Linked DNA regions of Sus scrofa: region 1 is linked to region 2. The links are chromatin contacts, called in public HiChIP or PLAC-seq maps. All regions are on one chromosome and are shown on one strand. The core of a region is the stretch at or near the end of the contact, and the rest is flanking DNA. Distances in the headings are between cores, read along the strand shown.

Evidence for each region. HiChIP or PLAC-seq counts read pairs in DNA pulled down with a chosen protein or histone mark.
Region 1: a contact with region 2 is called in an H3K27ac HiChIP or PLAC-seq map of alveolar macrophages. The contact joins two enhancer-like sites. A contact is called at or near these places in 1 of 5 promoter capture datasets (fetal skeletal muscle) and 1 of 2 datasets of contacts at active chromatin or transcription factors (alveolar macrophages).

The regions. Positions count from the first base shown.
Region 1 is chr3:11,854,364-11,861,788 of Sscrofa11.1, reverse strand. All of the region lies in intron 8 of LOC100620992 (general transcription factor II-I repeat domain-containing protein 2), which reads left to right. Among named protein-coding and RNA genes, the nearest start is that of NCF1, 38 kb to the right of the region's middle. Within about 2 kb of position 2,873, at least 1 of the 83 cell types and tissues checked has an H3K27ac peak or open chromatin away from gene starts, as enhancers often do. A contact at or near this core is called in alveolar macrophages, where this site is marked.
Region 2 is chr3:11,395,206-11,402,643 of Sscrofa11.1, reverse strand. No RefSeq gene overlaps it. Among named protein-coding and RNA genes, the nearest start is that of RFC2, 6.2 kb to the right of the region's middle. Within about 2 kb of position 5,948, at least 16 of the 83 cell types and tissues checked have an H3K27ac peak or open chromatin away from gene starts, as enhancers often do. A contact at or near this core is called in alveolar macrophages, where this site is marked.

The sequences.
Region 1 (7,425 bases), core at 1,624-4,123, 460 kb before region 2:
ACCCCACCATCCCAGCCCCACTCCCACCTCCTTGTGGCCAATCTCCTTTCCTCTGGGCAGAGGAGCCCTTTTCAATCCATCCGATCCCCCACTTTACCCCGCTCATTTCTTCTTTGAAAACTGGGCTCTGTCCACCTGACCCCAACCCCCCCTCCTCCCGCCATGGTCTGTGGCTCCTTATCACCGTAGAGTCCCAGCTTCCTTCCACATTCCATTCCTTCTGCTCTTCTGACCTCCCTCATTTCATCTGCCTCCCCCACCATCACCCACCTCGATTCCGCTTGGTCTGTGATTTCCTGAACGTGCCCTGAAGCTGCCTTCCAGGAGCTCGTGTAAAAGCTGATCCCTCCCTGTGACTCCGTTCCTGCCCTGCAGACTCATGAATGCCCCCTTCTTTCTGGGCATGGTCAGAATCTCAGCTCCTGCTGGGAGCCTCCAGCATTTAGCATGACCTGCTGTGTCCCAGTCCTGCTTTCGCTGAAGACTCCCCCAGCTAGTGGCCACTCTGGGCAGGAAACACAGCCTCTTACTCCCAACCAGGGCTTTCTACACACCAGGCTCTCGCAGGTGCTTGAACTGAGCGTGACCCTCACAAACAAGAGTCATAACATCTGTTTCTAAATTACTACGTTTAGGGGGGCTTTTGGTTTTTGTTTTTTTGGGGGGGTCTGGGGTGGGGACACACCTGCAGCATGTGGAAGTTCCCAGGCCAGGGATAGAACCCACACCACAGTGGCAACCTGAGCCTTGGCAGTGACAACGCCAATCCTTAACCCCTGTGCCACAAGAGAACTCCTAAATTTCTGTTGTTCTGCACAAATACTTATAATTAAATCATATCTTGACTCTCAAGAATATTTTTTTGAACTTTAACAATCTTGGTATTGATCAAATTGTATCCAGTTAGATAGGATACTTACAGATTCTGTTCCAAAGCCAGCAGTGAAATAAATAAATGGTTAGATCTATTTTTATTTATTATTTATCTAAAAAATAAATGATTAGATCTGTAATTGTTCTAATTTTTCAGAAAGAAGTACATTATTTGAAGAAAATCATTTAAGTTAAATGTGTGAATTTATCATCTGTCTCCTGCTTGGCTTAGAAATGACAGAGCTATTCAGGAGATGTTTGTAGGAGTTCCTGTCCTGATGCAGTGGTTAATGAATCCTCACTAGGAACTATGAGGTTGCAGGTTCAACCCCTGGCCTTGCTCAGTGGGTTAAGGATCTGGCATTGCCATGAGCTTGGTGTAGGTTGCAGACGTGGCTCAGATCTCTCGTTGCTGTGGCTCTGGCGTAGGCTGGTGGCTACAGCTCTGATTAGACCCCTAGCCTGGGAACCTCCATATGCTGCAGGAAGCGGCTCTAGAAAAGGCAAAAAAAGACACCCCCCCAAAAAAAGAGAGATGTTTGTAAAAAAAAAAAAGGAAAGAAAGAAAAGAAAAGGAGTTCCCATCGTGGCACAGCAGAATGATTCTGTCTAGGAACCATGAGGTTGCGGGTTCAATCCCTGGCCTCGCCCAGCGGGTTAAGGATTCAGTGTTGCTGTGAGCTGTGGTGTAGATTGCAAATGCAGCTCGGATCTGGCAATGCTGTGGCCCTGGCATAGGCCGGCAGCAACAGCTCCAATTAGACCCCTAGCCTGGGAACCTCCATATGCCGTGGGTGCAGCCCTGAAAAGACCAAAAAAAAAAAAAAGATGTTTGTAGAACAGCTTGCTTTCTTTCCTCCCCCACCCCCTTTTCAGCTGCACCCAAGGCTTATGGAAGTTCCTGCGCCAGGGATCAATCCAAGCGGAACTTGCAACCTACACCACAGCTGCAGCTGCAGCAATGCTGAATCCTTAACCCACTGCACCGGATCGGGAATTGAACGAGCAACACCACAGAGACAAACCAGATCATGAATCCACCGTGCCACAGCGGAAACTCCATCAGCTTCCTTCTTGAAACCAAAAAGTTCCAAATTGTCTGACATCATGACCTATATTCCATAGCACTGAATGCTTTTGTAGCCATTTAGGTTAGAGACTCACATGCTGAAGTACTGCTGTCTTTCTGTATCCTTTAAGGAAGGGAGATATTTTTAAATTCAAAAAGACAACCTTGTGACCCACTCAGAACAGCAACTGGCCCTTGGGAAGCCCCCAGGGAAGTCAATTACGGCCCTGCCAGTGCTCAGAAGCACCTCGACGTATATGTGACAATCTGATTCCCCATCCCCTCCCAACCAGGACCACAGATCTCTCCGAAGACCCCTGACACGCATGTGCACATAACATTTTGGCCCACATGAAGCCCTCAGAAGCCCCACAGGTCTTCTGCATGTGCAGGGACCCCCATGGCCAGGGCCCCTGGAAGTGAAGAGCACACAGTACAAGCTCTGCTGAGATATACTTGACATTGATGGATGCAAGAGTATCAGTAACCACTCCGTTTTCCTCCCGGCGGACACTGCACGATGCAGGGGAGGAGCGTTCCAGGCCGAGGGAACTCGGATGCAAAAACCCCGAGATCAAGGCACTAACACAGTCCTCCTCGTATCACACCCCTCCTGCGCGGACTCCTCCGCGTGCCTTTCCCACATTTAATGCCCCTCACACTGATTACCGTGAGCCAGCTGGATAACGCAGCAGCATCTTTTCGGCAGGGTAGCGGCTGAGCACGCTTCAGCCCATCTGCGAACGAGCCGCCCCTTGCCACGTAACAATGATATCCTCACAGGTTTTGGTTATTTTGGGGGGACCACCGGCCTACTGCAAATCCTGAACAGTTGTACGCCCACAAATGAAGCAACCTAGAGGAAATGGACAGACTACTGAAACTGACCGAAGATACAACACAAAATGTGAAGTCACATAACAAGTATAGCATGTGAATGAGTCACCAAAACACTTCCGGCCAGAGTTCCCTTGTGGTGCAAGGTTAAGGATCCAGCGTGGTCCCTTCGAGGCTGGGGTCACTGCTGTGGCTCGGGTTTGATCCCTGGTGGCCTGGGAATGTCACATGCCACGGGTGTGGCCAAAAAAAAAAAAAAAAATCCTCAATAAATGAATCCAGGAACATCTACCGAGGATTATACATGGTGACGCTGCACCCCCACCCCGGCCTGCAAGCCTTTGTAGTTGCCCTGCCATGAGACAGAAAAAAGAACCCAGATACCATGATAGAAAAGGCGGTGGTTTGTTGGACAGGTGAATTTTACATACCTGAAGCAAGATCCCGGTGTGACAGCCCCACCCTGGGTAGCAGGTGGCCCAAGACATAATAACAACAACCCTCACACACAGAGACGGAGGCTACCATTGATGCGGGAATTGACATCGGGTTGGCCAACCAGTTCCCAGGGAAACCAGCCGGGGGCAGGCATGTCACTGATGAAGCCCTTTAAATAAGAAGATCGGAGGAGTTCCCGTCGTGGCTCAGTGGTTAACAAATCCGACTAGGAACTGTGAGGTTGTGGGTTCGATCCCTGGCCTTGCTCAGTGGGTTAAGGATCCGGCATTGCCGTGAGCTGTGATACAGGCTGCAGATGTGGCTTGGATCCCGACTTGCTGCGGCTCTGGCGTAGGCTGGTGGCTACAGCTCTGATTAGACCCCTAGCCTGGGAACCTCCATATGCTGTGGGAGTGGCCCAAGAAATGGCAAAAAAAAAAAGATCAGATAGTCACGTGGGTGCAGCAGAGAGTGGTTGAGCAGGGGATGTACAGAGAGCCAGAGAACAACCCTCCTGAATGGCCTGACCGTACAGTGACCAAGTGCGATCGATCCTACTTGGTTCAACCTACGGAAATCAACCAAGGGAATAACAACATGAGGCATAAAAGACAAAAAGCACAGGGATTTTTCCCATAGATGTAGGAAAAAGGCATTTGACAAAATACTACCCCCTCTCATGACAAAACAAAACTGCTCAACAAACTAGGAATTGAAGGGAACTTTCTCAACATAATTAAGAGCATCTACCAAAAAAAAACCTCTGTAGAGTTCATGTTATACTTGATGATGAAAAGACTGAAGGCTTTCCCCTTAAGACCAGAAACAAGACAAGGATGGCTGTTTGTGTCCCTTCTTTTCAACTTTGTACAGGAGGTTCTAGGTGGGGCAGGTAGGTAAGATAACAAAAGGCCTCTCAATTGGGAAGGAAGATGCAAAACTGTCTCTTTTTGCAGATGGCAGGATCCTGTATACAGAACCCCAAGGGATATAAAAACACAAATTAGAGCTAATAAAGGACTTCAGCAACGTTGCAGGATGCCAGGTCAATATACAAAAATCAACTGTATTTCCATATGTTAGCAATGAGCAATCAAAAAGTGTACTCAAAAAAATTCCACTTGCTATAGCATCAAAAAGAATACTTGGAAAAAAAAAAAAAAAGAAAAGAAAATACTGGGGAATACATTTAACCAAAGAAGTGTAAGACGTATACACTGAAAACTACAAGAGAGTGTTGAAAGCCATTAAAGAAGAAACAAATGGAAAGACATCGAGTATTTGTGGACTGGAGAAACTTCCCTAAGATTCATGTGGAAATGCAACGGACCCCAAATAGCCCAAACAGTCTTGAAAAATAGCAAAGTTGGAAGGTGTGTACTTCCTGATTTCAAAACCTACTACAAAGCTGTAATTATCTATGCATTTCCCTATTTGTGGTGCCTCATATAAGTGGAATCATACAGTATTTGTCCTTTTGTGACTTCCTTATTTCACTAAGCATAAGGTAGCAAGGTTCATCCATGTCGTAGCGGATGTCTGAATTTCATTGCCACTCACTTATTTTTGCCTTTTTTACTTTACGGGATGACTATGAATGCACACCTCTAGCCAAATTTGATGACGAAATCTGTAAGCAGGTCCTTCAAAAACTGATCCTTTGAGGAGTTCCCTTGTGGTGCAGTAGGTTAAGGATCTAGCATTGTCACTGCATCAGCTTGGGTCACTACTGTGGCTGGGTTCGATCTCTGGCCCAGGATTTTCCACCTGCCTCAGATGCAGCCAAAAAAAAAAAAAAAAAAGCAAAACAAAAACAAAAGGTGATCCTTAAAAGAATTCCTCATTTGAAGTATTTCAAAGGTCTTACTTCTTCATGTCCACTTTCCAGAGCATGTCAGAATTTTAAAGTTAACCTACATTGAATTTCCTGGATGTGATATTTAGTTCTGGATTTTTTTGACGTTTTGAAATGAAAAGGAGGAAAAGAAATGCATTGGCCTAACTTCTGGGTTGGTTGTCTCTTTTTTTTTCTTTTTAAATGTAAATTTGATCTTGCTTAGACTCAAACCTAACAAGAGACAGTTTGTTTTTAAATTATTGAAGTTCCCATCAGGCTCAGTGGAAACCAACCTGACTAGTATACATGAGGACGCAGACAGGACTCAGGGCTCGCATTGCTGTGGCTGTGGTGGAGGCAGGCAGCTACAGCTCCAATTCAACCCCTAGCCTGGGAACCTCCATATGCCGCGGGTGAGGCCCTAAAAAGACAAAAAAAATTATCTACCTTAGCTTCTGTTGGGTGAAGTCATATAATGAGACTCAACATGGGTACATGACTTGCTTTTATATTTAAGTGATTTGATTTTTGTCTCGTTTGTGGCTGGGCTGACAGCCTGACCACTTTGAGGATGCAGTGCTGGAGTTACTTCTAGAAATGACCCAAAGATGGCCTCTGTATGTTGGCCTCAAGGCGGTTTATTTCCTCTTTTTTTTTTTTTGCTTTCTAGGGCCATACCCGTGACATATGGAGGTTCCCCGGCTGGAGGTCGAATCAGAGCTACAGCTACCGGCCTACACCACAGCCACAGCAATGCCGGATCTTTAACCCATGGAGCGAGGCCAGGGATTGAACCTGTGTCCTCATGGATACTAACTAGTCAGATTCGTTTCTGCTGAGCCTCGGCAGGAACTCTGGGTGTATGTCTTCACAGCGGGATGAGACCAATCAGCTCAAAAGCCTGCCTGCACCGAATTCCAGGTGCCTGTGCTTGGGCTACACCGGGTACACGGCATCCTGGAGGCAGTATTCCAGCTGAGAATGCAAACCGCTGAATCTCACCTAAGGACACCAGACAAACTCAAAATGAGGAACATTCTAGGGGGGAGGTGGGGGGTGGTTTCAGTTCTTGAGAAATGGCAATGCCATAAAAAATGAAGACAGGCTACGAGAACTATTCCAGATCAAAGGAGATTAAAAGGATGTGACAACGAAAAAGAAGACCTGACCCCCAACTGGATCCCATCCTGAAAGGGAAAAGCTCTAAAGGAGATTTGGGCAACTGACAAAATTGAAGTAGGAATGGTAAAAGGCATGAAGGGATTGTCTTGCGTGTTAAATTCTGTGACTTTATACTGCGATCGTATGAGAGAATACCCCTATTCTACGAAAACAGTCAGCAAAGTGTTTAGAGATACAGGTGCATTTTGTATGTACTTTTCCTCAAATGCTTCAGAAAAAGAAGTAGGGAGCTCCCGTTGTGGCTGAGCAGAAACAAACCTGACTAGTATCCATGAAGATGTGGGTTCAATCCCTGGCCTCGCTCAGTGGCTTAAGGATCTGGCGTTGCCGTAAGCTGTGGGGTAGGGCACAGATGCAGCTCGGATCCCGGGTTGCTGTGGCTGTGGTGTAGACCGGCAGCTGTAGTTCTGATTCAACTCCTAGCCTGGGAACCTCCATACGCCGCGGGTTCCACACTAAAAAGAAAAAAAGAAAGAAAAGAAAAAAGCATGTGGAGCTACATCTATGTCTCTCTAGAGAGAGAGGGAGGGAGAGACAAAGATTACAAACAGGGGACGTTGTTCACGTTATGTTATCTGAGTCAAGCGTGGATGGAGCTGCTTTGTATAAAAAGTTTCTTTTGCAACTTTTCTATAAGCTTAAAACTATTTCCAAGTATAAAGTCATTTTTTTTTCCTTTGTGGCAGAGCCTGCAGCATGGAGAAGTTCCCAGGCCAGGGATCAAACCCAAGCCACAGCAGTGAAAATATCAGATCCTTAACCCACTGAGCCACAAGGGAACTCCGTCCAAATATAGAGGGGTTTTTTTAGGCCTGCACCTGTGGCATATGGAGGTTCCCAGGCTAGGGGTCTAATCAGAGCTACAGCCGCCAGCCTACACCACAGCCACAGCAACACAGGATCCCAGTGAGATCTGTGACCTACACCACAGCTCACGGCAACACCAGATCCCTAAGCCACTGAGGGAGGCCAGGGATTGAACCTGCGTCCTCATGGATGCAAGTCAGATTTGTTTCTGTTGATCCACGACGGGAATTCCAAATATAAATTTTAAAAAAAAATGCATTTATGAAGAGTTCCTGTCGTGACTCAGTGGAAGCGAATCCGACTAGGAAACATGAGGTTGCAGGTTTGATCCCTGGCCTTGCTCAGTGGGTTAGGGAACCGCATTGCCATGAGTTGTGGTGTG
Region 2 (7,438 bases), core at 4,699-7,198:
CACTCAGTGGGTTAAGGATCCCGCATTGCTGTGAGCTGTGGTGTAGGCTGTCAGCTACGGCTCCAATTCAACCCTGAGCCTGGAAACTTCCATATGCCATGGGTATGGCCCTGAAAATAAACCATAAAATAATAAAAATTAAAAAGCAAAGTATTTTTTTAAATGTAGTAATTTTAATATGTTCAGTGAAGGGATTCCTGAGACTCTGCATTTTAATCTGCTCCCAGCTGATGCTGGTGTTCCTGGTTCCTGGACGGCACCTGAAGTCGCAAGACTTAGAATGATTTTCACTTGAAATAAGATATTTAGGACACACGCAGTTGGCAAGTAGGTCTTGCTGGAGAAGATCAAAGCTAACAGCGGTATATGAGACAAGACCAGTGCCCTCCTCTTCACCAGCTCCCCTCCAGAGGGAAATGCGGCTGTAACACCGGATGCTGCAGGCAGATAGCATTTCTTTTATTTTTTGTCTTTTTGTCTTTATAGGGCCGCACTGAGGCACATGGAGGTTCCCAGGCCAGGGGTCCAATTGGAGCTGTAGCCATCGGCCTACGCCAGAGCCACAGCAATGCCAGATCTGAGCCTCCTCTGCGACCTACACCACAGCTCACAGCAACACCGGATCCTTAGTCCACTGAGTGAGGCCAGGGATTGAACTGGCAACCTCATGGTTCCTAGTAGGATTCCTTAACCACTGAGCCATGACGGGAACTCCAGGTCGCATTTATTTTTAAATACACCAGATTATGTTTTTCCTGTGACTTTTTGCTTATTTTTGGCCATACCCATGGCATGTGGAAGTTCCCCGGCCAAGGATCGAACCCTTGTCATGACCAGGACCCAAGCTGCTGCAGTGACAACATGGGATCCTTAACCTGCTGCACCACAAGAGAACTCCTGCCTGTGCCTTTTTTCTTTTTTTTTTTTTTTTTTTTTTTTTTTTGCTTGGAGACCTTTTCCTTTTTCCTGTCAGTGTATGTGGATCTGGGCCTTCGTGTTTAGGGACTGTGCAGCATGACTATACCGTGATTTACCTACTCTCTCCACTGCAGATGGACACTTCTATCATTCGCTGTCTGCACCCCTTCTGAACCGCTACAGCGAGTGTTATCCTCCCGCTATATCTCTGTGCCCATGTGGAGACGTGTCCTTCAGACCAGTTTCTGGGTCAAAGGATGTCTAGTTCCAAAGCATTGCTAGAAACTGACCCAGGGCTCTCCGAAGGGACTTTATGATGTGCACGGAACAGAAAACTGGACAGGCAAGTCACACAAGAGGAAAAGGCCAACACACATATTAAAAGGGAAATTCTCAAGAAAATGAAAGTGAAAATAGCAATGACATATACACGTTATATAGTTTATACACAACATGTATATGACATGTGATATACGTATGTATGTATATATATATGCACACCAGATTGGCAAACAAAAGTATGCTCTCTCATCTCTCATCTGCATGATGTTAAAATGTAATTTTTTTTTTTTTTTTTTTTTTAGGGCTGCACTCTCAGCACATGGAAGCTTCCAGGCTAGGGGTCAAATTGGAGATACAGATGCCGGCCTACGCCACACGCCACAGCAATGTTGGATCTGAGCCACGCCTACGGCCTACACCACAGCTCACGGCAACGCTGGATCCTCAACCCACTGAGCAAGGCCAGAGATCGAACCTGAAACCTCATGGTTACTAGTCGGATTGTTTCTGCTGTGCCACAATGGGAACTTCCAAAAATGCAGTGATTTTAACATTATTGGTGGAGGGGTAGCTGAGACATACCCAGAATAAACTTCAAGTTCTGGCCCCCTGTCCACTAGTGGCTTGAGAGACTGAGCCGTAGCCGCCGGGAGGCCGGGGGCAGACACGGCCCCTGAGAACAGGAAGCATGGGAGCTTGGATGAATAAACCCACAAAACAAAATTAGAAGTAAAAAATTTCAAACAGCCTAATGATCTAGGCTCTGAAGAGTCGGGGCAAATGGTTCAGCTCACCCCACAGCCCTGAGATCAGGCCCCCATCACACCACACACACCATGCAGCCCCTGTTGTGAAAACCCTAAGGCCCTGGGAAGCATTCCATCCAATTTTATTTTAAGAAGGCAAGGAAGTGTGTTAAAACAAACAAATGTAATTCTGAAAAAAGGGGGGGGCGTGGTTCTCCGTTGGCCCAGTGCCTTAAGGCGCCTGGGTTGTCACGGCTGTGGCTCGGGTCGCTGCTGTATCACAGGTGCGATCCCTGGCCTCTGAGCTTCCACCTGGTGCAGGTGGGCCAAAAAAAAAAAAAAAAAAGAGAGAGAGAGAGAATCTGAAATAAATGTTGTAACTCTCATTTAAAAAAAAAAAGAAGAGAAGACGGCAAGGAAGTGCGTAAAGCAGGTTTCAAAATTTCCCAATTGTTAAAATTTAACGAAACAGTTGCAATGAAAAACTTTGCATACAGGCGGCACTGAACTGGAAACTGCATTTTTGTGGACTGGCTGGTTCTCTGGGAGGGTTATTAAAAGTCTGCTACTCCAGGACTCGCTTAAAGCAGGGTGGGCTCTCTGCCCCTCGTCCCACCCCCTCTAAAATGCCACCTTGTGAAGAAAAATGAAGGTCTTTTATACACATGCGCATACATACATATGTGTGTGTGTTGGGTTTTTTAATTTTATGGCTACACCCAAGACACACAGAAGTTCCCAGGCCAGGGACTGAATCCAAGCCACAGCTGTACCTGTGGCAAAGCTGTAACCCACTGTGCTGGGCTGGGGATGAAACCTGCACCTTCGCAGTGACCAGAGCTGCCGGGAGGAGGGTACACTGTATCAGCGCTGTGGGACGCAGGACAATACCCAGAGCAGATGGCGGGTTTCTGGTGGGCCCTGAGACCACTTTTGTGTACTGAAAACTTTATCTGCAAAATTACTTAATTTTTTTTTTTTTTAACTTAAGATTTTGTTTTTGACTGGTGAAACTGACCCTTGAAAAATCTTGTTCTTCCTCGAGCTTTCGAGGTCACTCTACAAACCCTAATTTTCCTTTTCTAACTCTAGCTAATTCTGACAGGGACTTTTAAGGGTCTTTTTAGATGAAGTATAAATTCTCTTAAACATTTTAAACTACCTTTACAAATTTAATACACTCAGTTCTCTAAGTGTCTCAGTTATCTGACAAACCGAGTACTTAAGTACATCTTATAAATCTAATAGCAAACTTGCAATATGCTGAATCTCAACTTCTCTTAAATATCCTAATACTATTTATAAATTTAGTAAGATTTCACCTTAAAATCACAAGTTTAACTTAATTCAATTTTACCTTTTAAATGAGAGTCATAAATTTCCGTTAGACACTAATATGCGAAGTTCTCTTAAAACAGCAAACACAGGAGTTCTCGCTGTGGCACAACAAGATAGGTGGCATCGTAGGAGCGCTGGGACACACATTCCATTCCCAGCCCAGCTCAGTGGGTTAAGGAGCTAGAGTTGCCGCAGCTGCAGCTTAGATCATGACTGTGGCTCTGATCTGATCCCTGGCCTGAGAACTCCAAATGCCCCGGGGCAGCCAAAAAAGACAAAAAACAAAAACAAAAACAAACAAACAAACAAAATGAGTAACAATTATGAGCCAGTGCTATAGAAAAATACTAATGCAAAATTCTCCCTTACTCCATCGTGTCTGTCATTCTAAAACGCCCTGGGACCATTCATTCATTCCGAAAATGTGTGTCAGTGTCTGCCAAGCACCGAGACACCGGCGACAGCAATGACTGAGATGGGGAAAATCCTTGCCATAATGAAACATTCTACGTGAGGCCACACACACAGTACACGCACGATACATATTTATCAGCTAGAGTTAGGTTACAGAAAAAAAAGATCAGAGAGAAATTAAGGAGACGATCCCTTAATTTATCATCGATGATACAGAGAAAGGAAAGCGGCGGGGGGGGGGGTACTGGTGGGAGGAGGGGACCAGGGAAGTCTGGGTGACTAGATGACACAGAGCAGAGACCAGAATGAGGCAAGGAGACAGGCGGACATCTGAGGGCATAGCACGTGCAAAGGTCCTGGGGTGTGTGTATGGGGGGTGTGCTTGGCCCTTTTTATCTAGAGCAAGGAGGGCCGTGTGTCTGGAATTGACTGTATGAGAGAGAGCAGGGTGGCAGGTAGAAAGGGAGGCCAGAGAGACGGCTGCGTGGAGGTAAGACATAGATAGGGGGCCCTGTAGGGCTTAGGTTGTTTTTTTGCTTTTTTTTTTTTTTGTCTTTTTAGCTATTTCTTGGGCCGCTCCCGTGGCATATGAAGGTTCCCAGGCTAGGGGTCCAATTGGAGCTGTAGCCACCGGCCTACGCCAGAGCCACAGCAATGCGGGATCCGAGCCGCGTCTGCAACCTACACCACAGCTCACGGAAACGCCGGATCATTAACCCACTGAGCAAGGGCAGGGACCGAACCCGCAACCTCATGGTCCCTAGTCGGATCCGTTAACCACTGCGCCACGACGGGAACTCCGGGCTTAGGTTTTGCCTCTACCTTGACCCTGAGTATTCTGTGAGGATTTACCTGGAGACCTTCTCCAGAAAATCATCTGAATGACTCTCATAAATGAAAGATGCCCTTATCTAGGACTGAGTGGTTCATTTCTAGGTATCTACCTTAAAGTACCTCAGAACACCATGGAATACTCTATGGCAGAAAACGAATACACCCACTTGGCAAGTTTTCTTGAGCACCTCCTCTGTGCCAGGCAGTGAAAAAGGACCACAACTCCACTCTCATGGAGTTTACATTCTAGAAGAGGAAACAGATCTGAAGAGACAAATCCAAAAACTTTGCTGGAAGTTCCTATGTGGTCCAGTGGATTAAGGATCTGGCGTTGCTACAACTGTGGCACAGGTCACAACTGTGTTGAGGGTTCGATCCCTGCCCTTGGAACTCACATATGCCACAAACATGGCCAAAAAAGTTAATTAAATAAATAAAAGGAGCAAAAGTTTTGTTTTTTTGTTTTTTTTGTTTTTTGTCTTTTTAGGGCCACGCCTGCAGCATACGGAAGTTCTTCACCCTAGGGGTGGAATCAGAGTTATTACAGCTGACTGCCTACACCACAGCTCACGGCAACATCATATCCTTACCCTACTGAGCAAGGCCAGGCATCAAACCCGAATCCTAGTGGATACTAATCAAGTTCATTACCACTGAGCCATAACGGGAACTCCATGAGCAAATTTTTAATATGTCTTGGTGGTGAGTACATGAATGTTGATATAATTTTCAGTATATGTGGAATGTTTTACAATTTAAAACTTAGAGACTAAAAGATCACAACAGTAGCACACAGACTGCTGCTGGCATTTCCTTCACACACACGTCCCTCCAGACCACTGACGCATGGCAACCAGAGCCATCGAAACGTAAACTGGGTCTGGCGGCTTTTACCCAACATCCTGGTCTCACGCGGTCTGGCCCCTGCAGGCCTCCTCTCTCTCCAACTCCCACGCCCACTCATCCCAGATTGATTGGTCAGTCCCGCTGTTGTTCAGTCACTCATCCCTTCAGGGCAAATGCAGCACCTTCTCTGGGCAGGTGCTCTGGGCAACACAGGGAGAAGATGCTGAGCAGGACAGAGCTCCTGTTCTTAAGGAGGGTCGCTCTCGGGTGGGGGCGGCGGGGGGAGGTTCAAAGAATAAACAAGGCGCTAGATCCAGATAATTGTGGGTAACACAACAAAGCGATAAACACGGTGACAGGAAAGACAGCAAAGGGAGAGAGGGAGGGTGTGAAGAGGTACCTTCCAGGCAAAGCCAACAGACATTCAAAGCTCAGATGCAGCATTCAGATCTCAGGTCTAAGGACTCCTCCCCAGAAAACCCCTTCCTGACCGCCCAGGTGGGATGGCACCTGTGGCTGACATTCTAACAGCCAATCAGGGCTTTTCCTAACACCTCGTAATCACAATTAAGGAACTACGATTGGCTGCTTGGTGTGTCTTTCCCTCCCTACCGTGCAAGCTCCTTAAGGGCGGAAGCTGGCCCTGTTTCACACCCCAGTGCCCATGACAGTGGCTGCAGGCTCTCAATCAATATCGTTAGACAGACAGAAACCAAGAGTCGGGCTAAATGATTATTTCTACCAGCTTCCAAATCCCGCAAACCTAATCAGTACAATTCTTGAGGACAAGTGTTACTCAAATGACAAATCCTTATAGTGTAGGTATATTTAGGATATAGGCTTTTTCTCTACATAATGAGCTTTTTAATATTGAAAATGCTAATGAGAATGTTAGAAAAACACTACTGGTGATAGAAGACCGCAGTGTCTGAGGGCAAACAATTATTTCAGTGATAGGATCACCATTTTAAAAAAGAGCTAAAATTCATAAAGAAATCCTTTGGGAAACAGCAAATGAATTTTTAAAACTTCAGTGTAAACAAAGCAAACAGCCTCAAGTAGGCGCACATCCTGGGTCAATGGAGGCTACGAGAGGGTGGAAAGCAGGAGTTTATGGTCATCCTGGCCTGGAAATGCCACCAAATTTCCAACCCTATGTCCTTCAATGCCATGTTAGAGGTGTCATTTTATTATTTTTTATTGTTGTTGTTATTATTTTGGCCTCCCCCCCATAGCATGCAAAAGTGTCCGGGCCAAGGATCGAACCCACGCCACAGCAGTGACCTGAGCCACAGCAGTGCTAACAGGCCTTCAACCCACTAGGCCACCAGGGAACTCCTAAAGTGTCATTTTAACCAAGATTTGTTGCCTATCCCATTTGACAAATTTGATTGAAAGCCTCTGGCTTTAGGGAAAGGCTTTTGTTTTCCATTTTCTCCTTTCCACATCTTTCCTATTTTCTCCAACTAATTGCCTTCTTGTGACAAGAGTCTTGGAAGAGTTCCCTGGTGGCCTAGCAGTTAAGGATCTGGCACTGTCACTGCTGTGGCACCAGTTCGATCCCTGGGCCAGGTACTTCTGTATGTCGTGGGCTTGAACAGAAAGAAAAAAAAAAGTCTGGGAGCTCAGGCTGGGTATGAATTTAATTTCCAGGGATTTCACACATTTGTTAGGAAAGAAGAGGAGGGTTCACGTGGATGCCCCTTGCCCTTTGACCAGAGCCTGGGGTTTCCCCAATATTCCCTGGTTGCCCCATGTGGCTGCTGTGTGGCCCTAGGGGAGTGGCTGGAGCTTTTAAGAAGGAAGCTCTGTCTGGGCCCAAGTCCAGCAAACACAGAAGGCTCAGTCCAGAGAGAGGAAAAATGCCCTGATGGTGCAGTTCTGCCCCAAAGGTCACCTTCTGATTCTCCTGGCATTTAAAGCACATCAGTGAAATCAGTGTCCAGGGCCCACCAACAGGTTGCCTGCTTAGTTTCTAAACTGTGCATATGTGTGTGAGAGAGATAACTGACTATAACAAATATTACCACATGGGAAAAATTCCAAGGGAAAACCACAAA